Regions from separate parts of the Gossypium hirsutum genome. Here region 2 is linked to region 1. The links are chromatin contacts, called in public Hi-C maps. All regions are on one chromosome and are shown on one strand. The core of a region is the stretch at or near the end of the contact, and the rest is flanking DNA. Distances in the headings are between cores, read along the strand shown.

The links. Hi-C and Micro-C count contacts between places; a contact is called where the count stands out from the background.
Region 2: a contact with region 1 is called in a Hi-C map of leaf, with 2.6 times the contacts expected there. The contact joins the enhancer-like site here to the promoter of LOC107941334 in region 1. A contact is called at or near these places in 8 of 34 Hi-C or Micro-C datasets (callus, hypocotyl, leaf and 1 more).

The regions. Positions count from the first base shown.
Region 1 is chrA01:56,150,420-56,156,845 of Gossypium_hirsutum_v2.1, forward strand. It overlaps LOC107941334 (IQ domain-containing protein IQM3), which reads right to left and starts at 2,790. Exons shown (of 8, transcript XM_016874892.2): 1 at 2,282-2,790; 2 at 2,085-2,199; 3 at 1,901-1,966; 4 at 1,733-1,821; 5 at 1,497-1,584; 6 at 1,263-1,409; 7 at 1,073-1,165; 8 at 1-640. The coding sequence starts at 2,640. The coding sequence ends at 50.
Region 2 is chrA01:56,272,684-56,279,802 of Gossypium_hirsutum_v2.1, forward strand. No RefSeq gene overlaps it. Among protein-coding and RNA genes, the nearest start is that of LOC107935674, 23 kb to the right of the region's middle. Within about 2 kb of position 2,743, at least 3 of the 9 cell types and tissues checked have an H3K27ac peak or open chromatin away from gene starts, as enhancers often do. A contact at or near this core is called in hypocotyl and leaf, where this site is marked.

The DNA.
Region 1 (6,426 bases), core at 1,540-4,039:
CATATTTACATTCACTAGTGCATCAAAACGTAACGATAACTTCATCATGTTATGCTTGGATACCAGGAGTTGCATCCGTGTTTGAGTCATTTAGTGTTGGCCGAGTTGCAATCGGTGGAAGATTATTGGGACGCCTGTATGCCGATGGGGTTGTTGGGGTACGCGGTGTTCTTGGAGTTAGGTAAGGTGAAGGGGTGTTCGGGGTTCTTGGGGACAAGTTGACAAACTCTAGCGCTTGTTGTCTCAGTTCTAGTGGGTAATCAGCGACACACACAATCCTTGGCCCAGCACCGGTTGAACATTTGAGTGACACCCTTGGCCCAGCACCGGTTGACCATTTGAATGACAGCTGATGTCCCAATTGGTACGATTTCGTTGCCTTCTTTGAGTTAATCCTTTGCAATATCGCAGTTTTAGGCACCTCAGTTCTCGGACTCTGAAGACCACCAGATAAAGTCCTTTCGTAAGTATTTGTGGTCTCCGGTTGTTTAGTATCATATGATTCTAATGACAGATTCTTCTCTTCTTTGTTGATTTTGGGTTCAGTCGGCACTGAGCTTGCTGAAAATCCAAAAGTACTAACACTACTGCTGGAATTTCCATCATCGTAGCTATCAGAATCATCGGTTGAACGGCGAATCTGAACACAAAATAGATGTAATTCATCATATATCCAAGAAATACCTAACGAATGGCGGCATGATCCAACTGAAAGTGGAATCAGAGGTTTGACGTTCAAGGATCAAAACCAGCAAGCATATGAAATAACCAAGCAGACATTAATTGATGCAATTTGACAAATCCAACAAATGCAGAAGAGGAGATTGAAAGGTCACCTCAACTTTGTCAAGGTTCACTCCGTTCCCCTTCAGAAAGGAAAGAAAACTGTTGAGACTATCATCCGTTGGCCGGTAATGTCCGCTATATGCAGAGATGGACTGAAAAACAAACAAAATCATGTCTCACATACATCGTATAAGTCATCCGGCCATTCAAATGCAACTATCAATATTGGCAGCCCGTAACAAAATCTGAGTACACTACTAAATCCTAAATTGTTACAAACTTATACCTTTAGTATCCCTTTCTCCACCACCAATCTACCAGCAGCTAGCGTTGCTCCACCAGCTAAGAAGCTAGAATGATGGAACATTCTTTTCTTCTTCTGCAAGGTACCGAAAAGACATTAAAGACATTTTTGGGTTTTCATACATCTAGTAAGTATTTAATCTAAAAGTTGCGGTTCAAGCCAGATGGTTTACCTCGCCGGCATACAATTTCTTCGAGGTGCTCATAACAAATATCCATTTAACTTCTTTCGAGCCTTGGAATGTATCAAGGACATTTCTAGTTTGTTTATGGATAATCTTTCCTTCAACAACAATGTACTCATAATGTTCCCTTTCTTGCTGTTTACAACAACAGGGAATTAACAATTTCATTCAATCTTATTTGGAAAAAGAGATTGAATCTAACATATGAGTTTGCATACATACAGGTCCGAGATACTTGATGCATTGTTTTCGAAGCTTTGATCTTGAACATTCTTCGAGATCGACATCTTTGCCATCACCTATATCTAACCTGTAGGAAACAAAATAAGAAAGAAAGAAAAAAGGTGAAATCATTATTTTTGTCCTAGTACTATGCTCAATTTGAAGATTTAGTCCATCTACTTTAATTTGGTCTTCCTACCAATATTAATAGAATGAGAAAAATGTTTGGGGTTTACCAGTAGAAAAATGGTTGACCAGCATCAGTTTTGCACCATTCATCGTAGTAAATATGTAAGTTATGGCCATAACGGTGTCGTGGATCAATCTACAGTTGAAAAAAAGTGTTAGATTCAAAATTATCCAATATATTTTGTTTAATAAAAAGATACAGAAGAGTAAATTACAGCTTCAATCCAATGTTGAAAAGCCAATTTTTGTGCTTTGGCGTCTATGGACAACCCTTCCCCGACCTGACAAAATTCCCAACTTAATTATTTATGAAAATTAACTAAAAAAAAAAGACAGAACATGGAAACTGGGAGGTAAAAGAAAAAAAAAATAAAAAGAAGAAGAAGAAGAAGAAAATGCCTTAGAAGCATTTAAGCCAACGCGATTCCACCTTGAAGCAGCAGTTTCTGGTTTCAAATAATTAAAAAGGGAAATTGTGCTGTGATTAAGCCTTGCATAATTTAAAGCCAGCCACCTGAAAATAATAAAAATATTTACTATTAGTATTAAATAATATATATTTTGAAGACAGACAAAGATTTTATGAAAGAAACTACCAGAGTTCTTCAGCGACAACAGCGGTGTCTGCTAACCTACGCCGTGTCCGGTAACTCCTATACACCTTCTGGACCTTAACGGCGGCGTTGGAATGAGAAGAACCGCCACTGCGCGTCTGATTCGAACCCGGAGAATCTCGGCCGTCGGATAACGGCTCCAGCAGCATTTTCAAACCACCACCATTAACCACCGTCGGGAAATCCGATTCGCTAGCTTGGTTCGGACTATCCACAGATACAAATTCGGATTCCCCAAGTAAGCCGGCGTTCGTAATGTCGGTGGAGGAAATGTTATAAAACGGAGACTTTGACTGGAGATCGAAATTCGAAACAGCTGCTTGACTTTCAATTACTTCCATTGTTTTTCTTGGTAGCCAAATTTGAAGGAGTTTTAGAAAGAGAGAATCTTAGGGTCGTTGGTTTTGGAGAGAATACTTAAAAGAAAAAACCAGAGCCAAGGACTTAGAAAATCGCCGGGAAACCCACTTGTAAATTTGTAAATAGATTCCAGTTGGATTAAGAGTTAGTGAAGTGCGTGTGTGTTACGCGCTGAGGTTGAGAGTGAGATTTTGTGTAACTCGCTCGAGACAAAACAAACTAGTGACCAAGCATACTCAAAAGTAAAATCAATTATGATATATATTTATGGACTGACATTGCTCCGCCTCATAAATCATAAATCTGGCTTTAACAGTCTTTGAGTAAGGATTTTTGTGATTTTGTTATTATTATTATTATTGAATTTTATTAATCTAATTGAAAAAAATTGAGTGCCATAAATCTATTTTAGTTAAACTAAAAAAATATAAAACAAATAAATTCAACATTGATTAAATTTTAAATAAGACTAAAATTATTTCAAAGTAAAATAAGAGTGTGTTCTAAAAATTTGTATAAATATAAGTTCTAAAATTTTATGTAAATAAGCGGTAATTTTTTAAAATTTCTCATTATTTTATTTTATTTTGTTTAATACGGATAATCACATTATAAGATAAAAACTTCAATTTCAAAAATCATTTTCATTTGATTCTAATGTATGTTTTTAAATTTTCATTTTATTAAAAATTATTTATAATTTTTTACAAATACAATGATATCCTTATTGAATACTTTATATTATTTATTTCTAATATAATTCTTTTATAATTACTCTTTGATTTGTAAAACAAGATACTTTATATGGTCCCACCACTTGAGAAGTCGAGATCGCATTGCAACTCGAGGTCCTAGTTGACGGTGATTATATGGTCATGAGTTGTAGTGTAACTAGGGCTTCAAGTTTACAAATGTTGTACTGTCAAAGGATAGAATGTAGTTGGGGGCCCTAGTTGGCAGTGGTTATACGGGCACGGCAACAAGTTTCACCTTATCAAAGGAGGATGCTTTATAAAATCCATGCAGAAGTCTAAGATCATAGTCATAGTGAAAAGCACAAGGGCTTTTCAATATACCCAATTTACTCATTTTCTCCACCAAAGATGCTGAACTCGTTACATTAACCTATAGCAGAGTTGGCGACAATAAGGTTTCCAGCAGGAAGGAGTTGTTGTGTGGTGTACAAAAGATGAAATGCAAATCGGGTCGACAACGGTTGCTTGGTGAAACCCTAATTCTTTTGGGTCCAGCATTAGTTCTTATAATTTTGGTCCCCTTAGGTATTCATTTAGAAAGGATGTCCTTGTTTATAGTAGTACTTTAACAAAGTTTGCCTTTGAATTTTTTCCCTTTTCAAATATTTTTGGAGAAACTTTGTTAGATAAAGCTTTTTCTTTTTCAAGCAACTCAAGTTGCTTTTAATGATCCTCATTGTCACACCTAATTTTCCTTAAGCCAAAAAATTAGGAATAATTAGGGGTCAAATTGAAAGAAACCATAAGTTGGTGGTTTCTATTGAAAAATAGGAAAATTTAGCGGCTAATTTGGACATAGTTAAGTTTCAATTCTAGTTCCATTGGATGAGAACCAACTAGTTTGATAGTGGGAGACAAAATGATTACCAATGGATGATTTTTATAGGGTTGGTAACCGTACATAAAGTGCTATAAATAGCTGAGAAATGAATTCCTAGGTGAATTCTTCTCAATTTTGTTTAATTTTCTTCTCTTCTTCATATTCTTCTTTGTTGCTTCGAAGAAGAGATAATTATAGGAAGCTCTACATGGAGCGATGATCACGGGGTTTGTGTCTGAAAAATGGAGAATCTAGTGAGCTAGAGAATAGAAGCTTTGATGTTCAGAAAAGCTAAGCTGATAAGGCAAAGATGCATCAGGTGAGTTTCTTTACTCCATACATGGGTGTTCTTTGAATGTTATGACTGGTATGATCTTTGTTGTTTGAGAATGCCTTGTATGCATAAGAGTGGGTAGGTATATGAGTATCCATAAGTGTTTCAGTATGCTCGAAATGGTTGTGATACAATATATATGATTTAGCGTACTCCACGTTATTATGTCTATGTGATAATATGCTTGTGACTGCGTGTTTATGAACTGTGGAGTATGGAGGGAAATTGTTGACGGGATAGATGGTTTGAGATAAATGGTTAGGGAAATTGAAAAAATATGTTTTATAAATAGGAATAGAAATTTATTTTTGAATATTGAAAATATATTTTGTACTTATTTTTCTATAATAGAAACATGAAAAATAAAATAAAAAATTCTACATTTACATAGATTCGAATTAGGGTACAAAATTTAATATTTGAAAGTTTTTAAAAAGAATATTTTAGTGTTTATATAGGTTTGAACCAAGATTAATTCATTTAAAGTTAAAAATCCTTGTTTTTGTCATTTTCAATTTTACAAAACATTTTCAGTGAAAACAATGAAAACAACTTATTATTAATTTCTAGTTTCCACATACTTTTATTTTCATTTTTTTAAAATCATTTTTAAAATTTTCAAAATGTTTTCTATTTTAGAAAACAAAAACAAAATTTACCTCTGTTTTTTGAAATCAAATGGAGACTAAGGATTTGGTTTCTGAAAATATTTTCTATTTTCATTTTCAAAAAATAATTTTTATTTTCTTTTTTTTTAAATTGAAAATATGATTAGTAAATAGAAATAAATAAAATTCTTAATAATGAAAACATGAAATTATGTTTGGTTTTGGTAGCTGTTTTTCTCTAACAAAAATAAAATAAAATAAATTTACATTTATATGGATTTGAACTAGGGTACTAGATTTAATATTAGAAAAACATTTGACAAAAAGAATTTTTTGCATTTATATAAGTTTTAACTTGGGTTAATTCATCTTAAGTCAAAAATCCTTACTGTCATCATTTTCACTTTTATAAAACATTTTTAGTGAAAACAATGAAAATAACTTTTTATTGTTTTCTAATTTTCACATATTTTCATTTTTTTTAAAAAAATTTTAATCAAATACATTTTCTTCAATGATTTTCATTTTCCAATAAAACAAAAATACCAAATACAGTCTAAATTTCTTAGTTTTTAATTTGGTTTTTAAAAGTTGGTTTGAAAAACATTACTAAACAAGGGTATAAGTCTTCCTTTTTTAAAAAATAAAAATAAAATTACCTCACTTTTATTTATTTTTAAGTATAAGTAATTTTTTTTAAAAAAAAAATCTCATTAGCATCTTGGTTAAGCAAAATAATGAAAGGATTGAAAAAGGAAATAAAAAATTGAAAAGAAAATAAATTGAATATGCTTAGTAATACAGAAAGTGAGAGAAAAAAATAATAAGAAATTTCGCTTTCTATTCTAATACGCAAAAATAAATTATTTTCAATTTAAATGATAAGAAGAAAGAAAATGAGAGAGACAGATGTCAGATATTTCAAAATTTTGTATTTATCAAAAGTTTTATTTTCTTTCTTTTTATTTTTTAATTCTATCAAGTAATAGATGAAAGTAAAATTATATTTTTTTAAAATTTTTTTTCTTACCAAGCATTCTAATTTAAAATTAATATACTTTTTTATAATTTTTTTTACTCTACCAAGTAAAGCCTAAGTCTAATGTAGTAAAATGATATATAAAAATATTATTTATTTTGACAAACCCATAAGTTTTTTTTTTAACTTTTTTCTATTTCAGATAAAAATTGGTTATAAAATATTTAGTATAAATTTATATTTATGTGATTAAAAACTGTTGTAACGTATC
Region 2 (7,119 bases), core at 1,493-3,992, 120 kb after region 1:
GTAGAGTTGTTTAGTTCAATTGCAAATGTACCCTATAATAATCTTTTGGTTAAATGAAATAATTTCAGTTTTAGTCCCTCCCAGTTATAAGTATTCAATTTAAATCTTTTTAAAACAGAAAAATTACCCCAAGCACATTAAAATTCTAAAATTTTATTATCCACAAAAGGAGATGTGAATAAAAATATTGTTGGCAGAATTTAGTACAAAGCCAGTTTCAATCAAAGCATCCTTGTTGATTTGTGTAACCAAGGCAGCCATTACAGGCCGGCACGACGCCACAATTTTCATCACTCTCTCCGTAACAAATGTTTGTGTTGGGCAATCATTTGAAGGAGACAAGACCTGACTTTGGCAGGCACCGGTGGGGTTAATCATCAACCAAATTTCATTAATTTAAATAAATTAATTACACTTACCTGTCAGATACATTTGAATTATCTCTTCAAAGAGTTTAAGAAACCTCCTTTGATGTTTCCCTTCACGTACTGCATATAATATGCATGAACCTGAAATCACTATTCTAACTAATTGCACATGTTTATCTCCTTTTTCATTTTTTTTATTTCTTTTCTCATACATGTTTTGGACCTCACCGCTAATAATATTTTTATCTAATAAAATAAATTAACTACTTTATTGTAGGTATTCCATAAAGAGAGTAGGACGAATAACCATAAAATGTGCTCTATTTTCACTCCCAATTATATGATTAAAGAAAGAGATGAACACTTTATAGTAATTAAATCTAAAGTTAAAATTGTATGCATATAAATTACACTTGAAATTATGAAAATATAAAAATTAATATAAAGAAAAATGAACCTGATTTGGATTTCTCAAGAGCATTTGATTTTGATCCAAAAACATATGAAAGGACATAAATAGTAATTATTGTTCCATAACTCAAATGGTCAAATATTACACAAAATAACATTCCATATCTAGTTTTGATTGATGTTGGAAATATCCATTTGCCATGAAGCCTTTCATTGCTAGATGAAGAGAATCTCTTCAATTTTAATTGCTTTTTTTTTCTCTCTCAAATAAGAAGATTTTGATGTCACCTTAAGATGAGACATATTGGGATGGAATAATAAGATATGATTGTGATTTTTTTTTTTGTATTTTTTTAAGAATAAAATATATCTATCAAGAAAAATGTGATTGAAAAAAATGTTTACAATACTATATATATACTCCTTCTTGTCCTTTGTGAAGTTGTGGTGAATTAGAGCAAAATTGTTCCATGTGCACTTGAGGGAACAAATTTATTATGGAATTCTTTCAAAGAGTATCCTATGTTATTTCTAAGATAAGCTTGCTTAATTTAATTTCTAGCAAATATTTTTGGTAATTTAATGCAATTCTACAAAAATTAACTCAATTCCATTGCACTAAAGGATTGAATAAAATAATATATTTTGAAAACAACTTCATCTATTATCTAGAGTTTCAATTGATTATTTTTATGTAATAATAAAAATTATTGTGGGATATTATTTTCATTTCAAATCATGTTAAAATTTACTGATGGGATTTGATTTCAAACTTTTACCATTTCTTCATTTAGTTTTTTTTTATTATATAAATTTATTTCCACATAAACAATAAAACAAGCATGCAAATTGGATGTAAATGTAATTTGAAAATAGTATATTGCAAAATCAACTTTTTGAAAACAAAAGCAAAAAGGAGGTACAAAATGCAAATGGTTTCAACTTCAATAAAATCTCAAACCTTCTGCTTCAACAAAACCTCATTATCTATACTAACAATAAATTATTTTCACTCAATTGGATAATACATGCATAAATACAAAAATAAATCTTTTTGAGGATTTTACTCATTTAATTAAAAAATTATCCATTTTTCACAATTTCTTTTATATAAGAATTCGAATTCTAACCCAGACTATCTTAAAATAAACCAACATCTAATTAATAGAATAAAACTTGATATCTCCCACTTCTCATAATTAATCACTCATTTTTCCTAAAAAAAACCTTTTTTTCCCTCTTTAATAAATATTTTTCCCTCAAGATCTAAGATATAATTCTATGCTATTACATCTCCTCCCCTGTTTGTAAGCTTGTAATGGTACCCAAAAACAAAAGAATTTGATTACATGCATTTGCATGTCTAACCAAGTTTAATATATATAAATATGCACTAGATTAGTAACATATATGTTAAAAATATACACATTATGAGATTTATTTAGTGATTTGCACAATAAATAATTTTATTAAAAAAATCAATAATACATTTTAGATTTGATTCAGTTTATATATTTCTTTTTAATCCTTTTAAAATTATTAATTAATTTATTATTGATATGTCTTAATATGCACAGATGAATCCAAAAATTCTTTTAGAGGAGAAATTAAATTATAAATTGAGAATTCAATATATAATTTTATCACATATTTATTTAAATAATTATATTAATTTAATATTATTAATATGATATATAAGTGTTTGAATTTTATTTTACTTATAATTTAATATATATTTCTATTTTGATTTATACATGTTTATGTATTATTATATATTATTTTTAAATATAAATTTATATTCAAAATTAATAATTTGAAAAAGTTTGAATAAAATTGTTGTTAGAAAATAATAGTGAAAGAAAGTGGTTTGACTTAAAAGGGCCGGGGATGGATTGGTGGATGCATAAGGTCCGTCCAAAAACGAGGTAAGGGCACTCTCTGACAGGCGGGTGAGATGAATGAACACGTGTGAAGTGGACAAGCTATAAAATTGGACGTATTATGTGGATGCATGGAATGACGGTGCATTTAGAAGTCACTGTTACCTTTCTTGTCTTCACTCAAAAATGTTTGTAATGCGGCCCCATTTTGATTTCCTAACATTTATGATACTTGGATTGCGTGGTCGGTCGGTTTGTATTTTATTTATTATTTTTAAAGGTTGAAGCCAAACGATATACAAACATATTAGTTAATTTTAAGCCATGTTTTGTTTACGTGAGAATAAAATATCTCATGCTATTTTCTCCAATATAAACAATTCCTCCCATTCTCAAAACGTTCAAATTTTCTATTAGTCCCTATAATTTATGGAAGTTATGAATTTAGTCCCTATACTTTAATTTTATCAATGTTAGTTCATGTAATTTTTGAATTTTAAAATTTTAATCTTCATCAAATGATAATTGTTAAATTTATTAAGTTAAGTTCTTCTGTTTCTAAAACTTGATGCGCCAAACATATTATTGTATGTAATGCTATGTCAGCTTATTATTTCTACATATTACTCACTACAAATTTAGTTAATGGATTAACAACTGACATTTGTGTTAAGACTAAAAATTTCAAATTCAATAAGCATATGGACTTAGAATGATCAAATTGGAGAAAATGGACCAAACCTACAATTGTACACATACTAAAAGATTAGTAATTGAATTTGACCAAACAAAATTAACTGCTTCTATTTGAGTCAAGACTAAAATTTTAAATTTCAAAATTTTAAAAAGTACAAGGGCTACAATCAATCATTTTGAAAAGTACATGTACTAAAAATGATCAAATTAAAATACAAGGACTAAATCCATAAATTTTGAAATGTATAAAGACTAATAGTAAAATTTAATCTTCTCAAAATTTGCTTAAAACAACGGTTAAAACTTTCATCTAACATCTAGATGATACATATATAAATATTGTCACCCCTTGCTGTAATGCCCCAAATTTCTTTAATTTCGGCTTTTGTAATTGTTGAGCATGGAAATAACTGAACAACTGGGTCTGTGTTATTTTTGGCTTTAAACATGTTGGTTTAAGTGGTTATGTGCTCTGGGGTGTGTTTGGGAGGTCTTAAGTTCAAGCTTTAACTTGGGCTAAATTTTGGGTTTTTTTTTATTTGAATAAAGCCTGACTTTAAGTCAGTGGGCTTATAAGGGATTGTTGGTAAAAACCTAACAGAATGGGCTTACTAGTCTAGTGGTTAGATGGCAAGGGATCACGCTTAGGGTCTGGAGTTCGATTCCCTACAATAGCGATGGGATTATTTTTGCTGCAAGTTTTGGCTAATAGTTGGGCTTTATCAGAAATCTGAATTGGGGTTTAGGGATTCTTCATTTCTTTTTAACAAAAGCTCTTGCTCTCTGCCGTTTTCTTTTTCCCAAAACCCCTTTGCTGCCGAAAATTCCCTTCTATTTTTCTTTCTTCCCTTCGTTTTTCTTCTTTTTCGATAAGTTTAGGAGTATTGCTAGCGGTCCTATCAATTTGGTAAGTATCACTTTATCAAGTTACGTGATTTTCTTTGGCAATCGTTTAAAAGGATTTTTGTTTGCTGTTTAGGGGATATTCAAGGCTCTGTAGATCAGTAATCGAGTTCTAAACAGCAAGGAAACACTGTTCTTCATTGAAGGTAAGTAGATCTCTCTTTTAGGATTTGGTAATACTTAAGGATGTTGATTTAAGTGACTGATTTTGGGCTCGATATTGTCAATGTTAGGTTTTGGAGTGCTCACGGTTGGATTAGCAGCGAAAACGAACCAGGTGTGTACTTCAATTTATTCGAAATTGCGTTTCAGCGAAAGTCAAAACTTCTACTGTCGACGCCACACGGGCGTGTGGCGATACACGGCCGTGTGTTCGGCGAGCCAAACCGTGCGCGTGCTACACGGGCAATACGGACACGGGTGTGTGATGGCTTGTAGGCCATGTACGAGGCACGGGCTCAGGCAAATGGACCGTGTGGGCCACACAGGTAAACCTTACTGGCGTGTGGGAATCTGCGCCAAGCCGTGTGATCCACACGGGCAAAGCCAAGTTAGGCCGTGAGCCCACACGGGCGTGTGAGCCCAATTTGTTTGAAATGTTCTGTAAGGTTGCACGGGTCGTCTAAGTCGACCGTAACCTGACTGTAGGGGCGGTAAGCATTACTTAAACCCCATACTCTAATTGATTACTGAATTGTATGCAAAAGCATGGTATTACAAGCATGTGTATCTGTCTGATTTCGTATATCTGTTCTGCCATGATTTTGATAAGATCTGATATCTGCATATAAGCATGTCATGATATGTATGTTGCATTGCATTGGGTTGGGATTTTTGTGAAGAGAAGGAAGTTTGAGAGGCGATTAGCCTGTTATCTGGCAGCTACGCTGCATATATTTATTATGTACTATTATATCCCCATACTTGGTGTGTAGGGTTAGGTGGTTCGATTCTATCCCCACATGGTGTGTTGGGTTGGTCAGAGATGGTATGCAGGGTTGGTGGGTGATCGCGTGATTCGTAACAAGTAATAAATATTTATAATGAAGATCAAACCTAGACTAACTATTATCGCGATGTAGGCAAGTGTACCTATCGAACAGTAGTATAGTTTTAGCAAGACTGGATTATCGAACCCAAATGAACTAAAAGTATTAGTAATGACTGTCTTTTTATTATCTAGCCTAAGAATAATGGGGTTAACTAAATTATCTAAACTAAGAACGCACAGAGAAAAGAATTGGGGAATTGTTTTTGGGAAAATCGATTGACTTGAGACAATACCTAAGGAAAAATCCACCTAGACTTTACTTGTTATTCTGGCTCCGAATCGGACTATTTATTCATTCAACTTGTTCCGTAGAGATCCATAAGTTATGTTATTATCCCTATTCAAGACTAATAACGTCTAATCCCTAGATTGAATAACCGAGACTTTTCTCTAATTAACACTCTAGGGTTGCATTAACTCGATCTATGGATCCCCTTATTAGGTTTCACCCTAATCCGGCAAAATCTTGTCACCCTATTTCTAGGCGCGCAAACAACTCCGCTTAATTATGACAAAAGTACTCTTAGACAGGGTCTATTCCTCCTCTGAATAAGAGCATGTCTTGAATCAGTATCCTGGGATATCAAAACAAGAATTAAAAACACATAATTAAGAACAAGTTAAATATTTATCATACGATTCAGAAAATAATAACAAAATTCGTCTTAGGTTTCATTCCCCTTAGGTATTTAGGGGATTTAGTTCATAACTAAATAAGAAAATATTTCAGAAGAAGAAAGAATACAAAACATAAAGAAAACCCAAAACTCCTGAAGGGAAATTGAAGAGAGATCTTCAGTCTTAATGATGAATCCTACTTCTGAGATGGATCAATCGGCTTCCTTAAGGTAATTCCTTACCTTCTATTCTCTGTCTCCCCTTTTTCTCCTCTTCTAGGGTGTACTTATAGGCTTTGGAATGCCTAGAAGCCCTCAAAAGTGGCCTTTTCCGAATTGGACTTAACTTGGGCTCGGCAGGGACACGCCCGTGTGACACGCCCAAGTGCGGTTACTTCAAGCCGTGTTCGAGCCTGTTAGAATGGCACGGGCGTGTGCTATGCCCGTGTGAATCGTGCTCCAATTCTGTCAGATTGACACGACCGTGTGGTCTGCCCGTGTGAGGAGGTCCAGGCCGTGTTGATTTCGTACTTTGGCCCATTTTCTCCGCTTTTGGCCCGTTTCTCGTTCCTTTCGCTCTCCTATGCTCTCCTAAGTGTAATACATGAAATTAAAGCATTAGGAGCATCGAATTCACCAATTCTAATGGAAAATCATCTATAAAATGCGTTAAACATGGGGGAAAATATGTATAAATTACGGTTTATCAGTGGACATGTTTTCTGATATTTGATTTGTTATGCATGGGATACCTGTATGGCTAAGGCCGAACTATCTATATTCTGTTATCTTTCTGTATGCATGTTATTTGTGGGGATGTACACACTGAGTTTGCGAAAACTCACCCTTTTGTTTATTTTCCTGTCAGGTAATCCTTAGCAGTAGATGGATCAGCGCAACGGAGAGCTCGATGGTGACCACTGTTGGACATTTATGGATTTTTGAGTAACATTCTATTTGTCTGCTTTATTTTAAATATTAATTTCTAGGATTAAAATGTTTTTGAACTTGAACTATTTTTAATTTTATTTCGGGATTTTAAGCTATTAAGCTATTGATTAATGAGTTAATGATATTTTAGCTTCCACAATAATGAAATGTGTTCACCTAATAATCGGTTTAGAGATTTCACGACTTAAGTAACGATAATGAGCTGAACGATTTTTAACTTGCTAAGATTTTCTAAAAACACT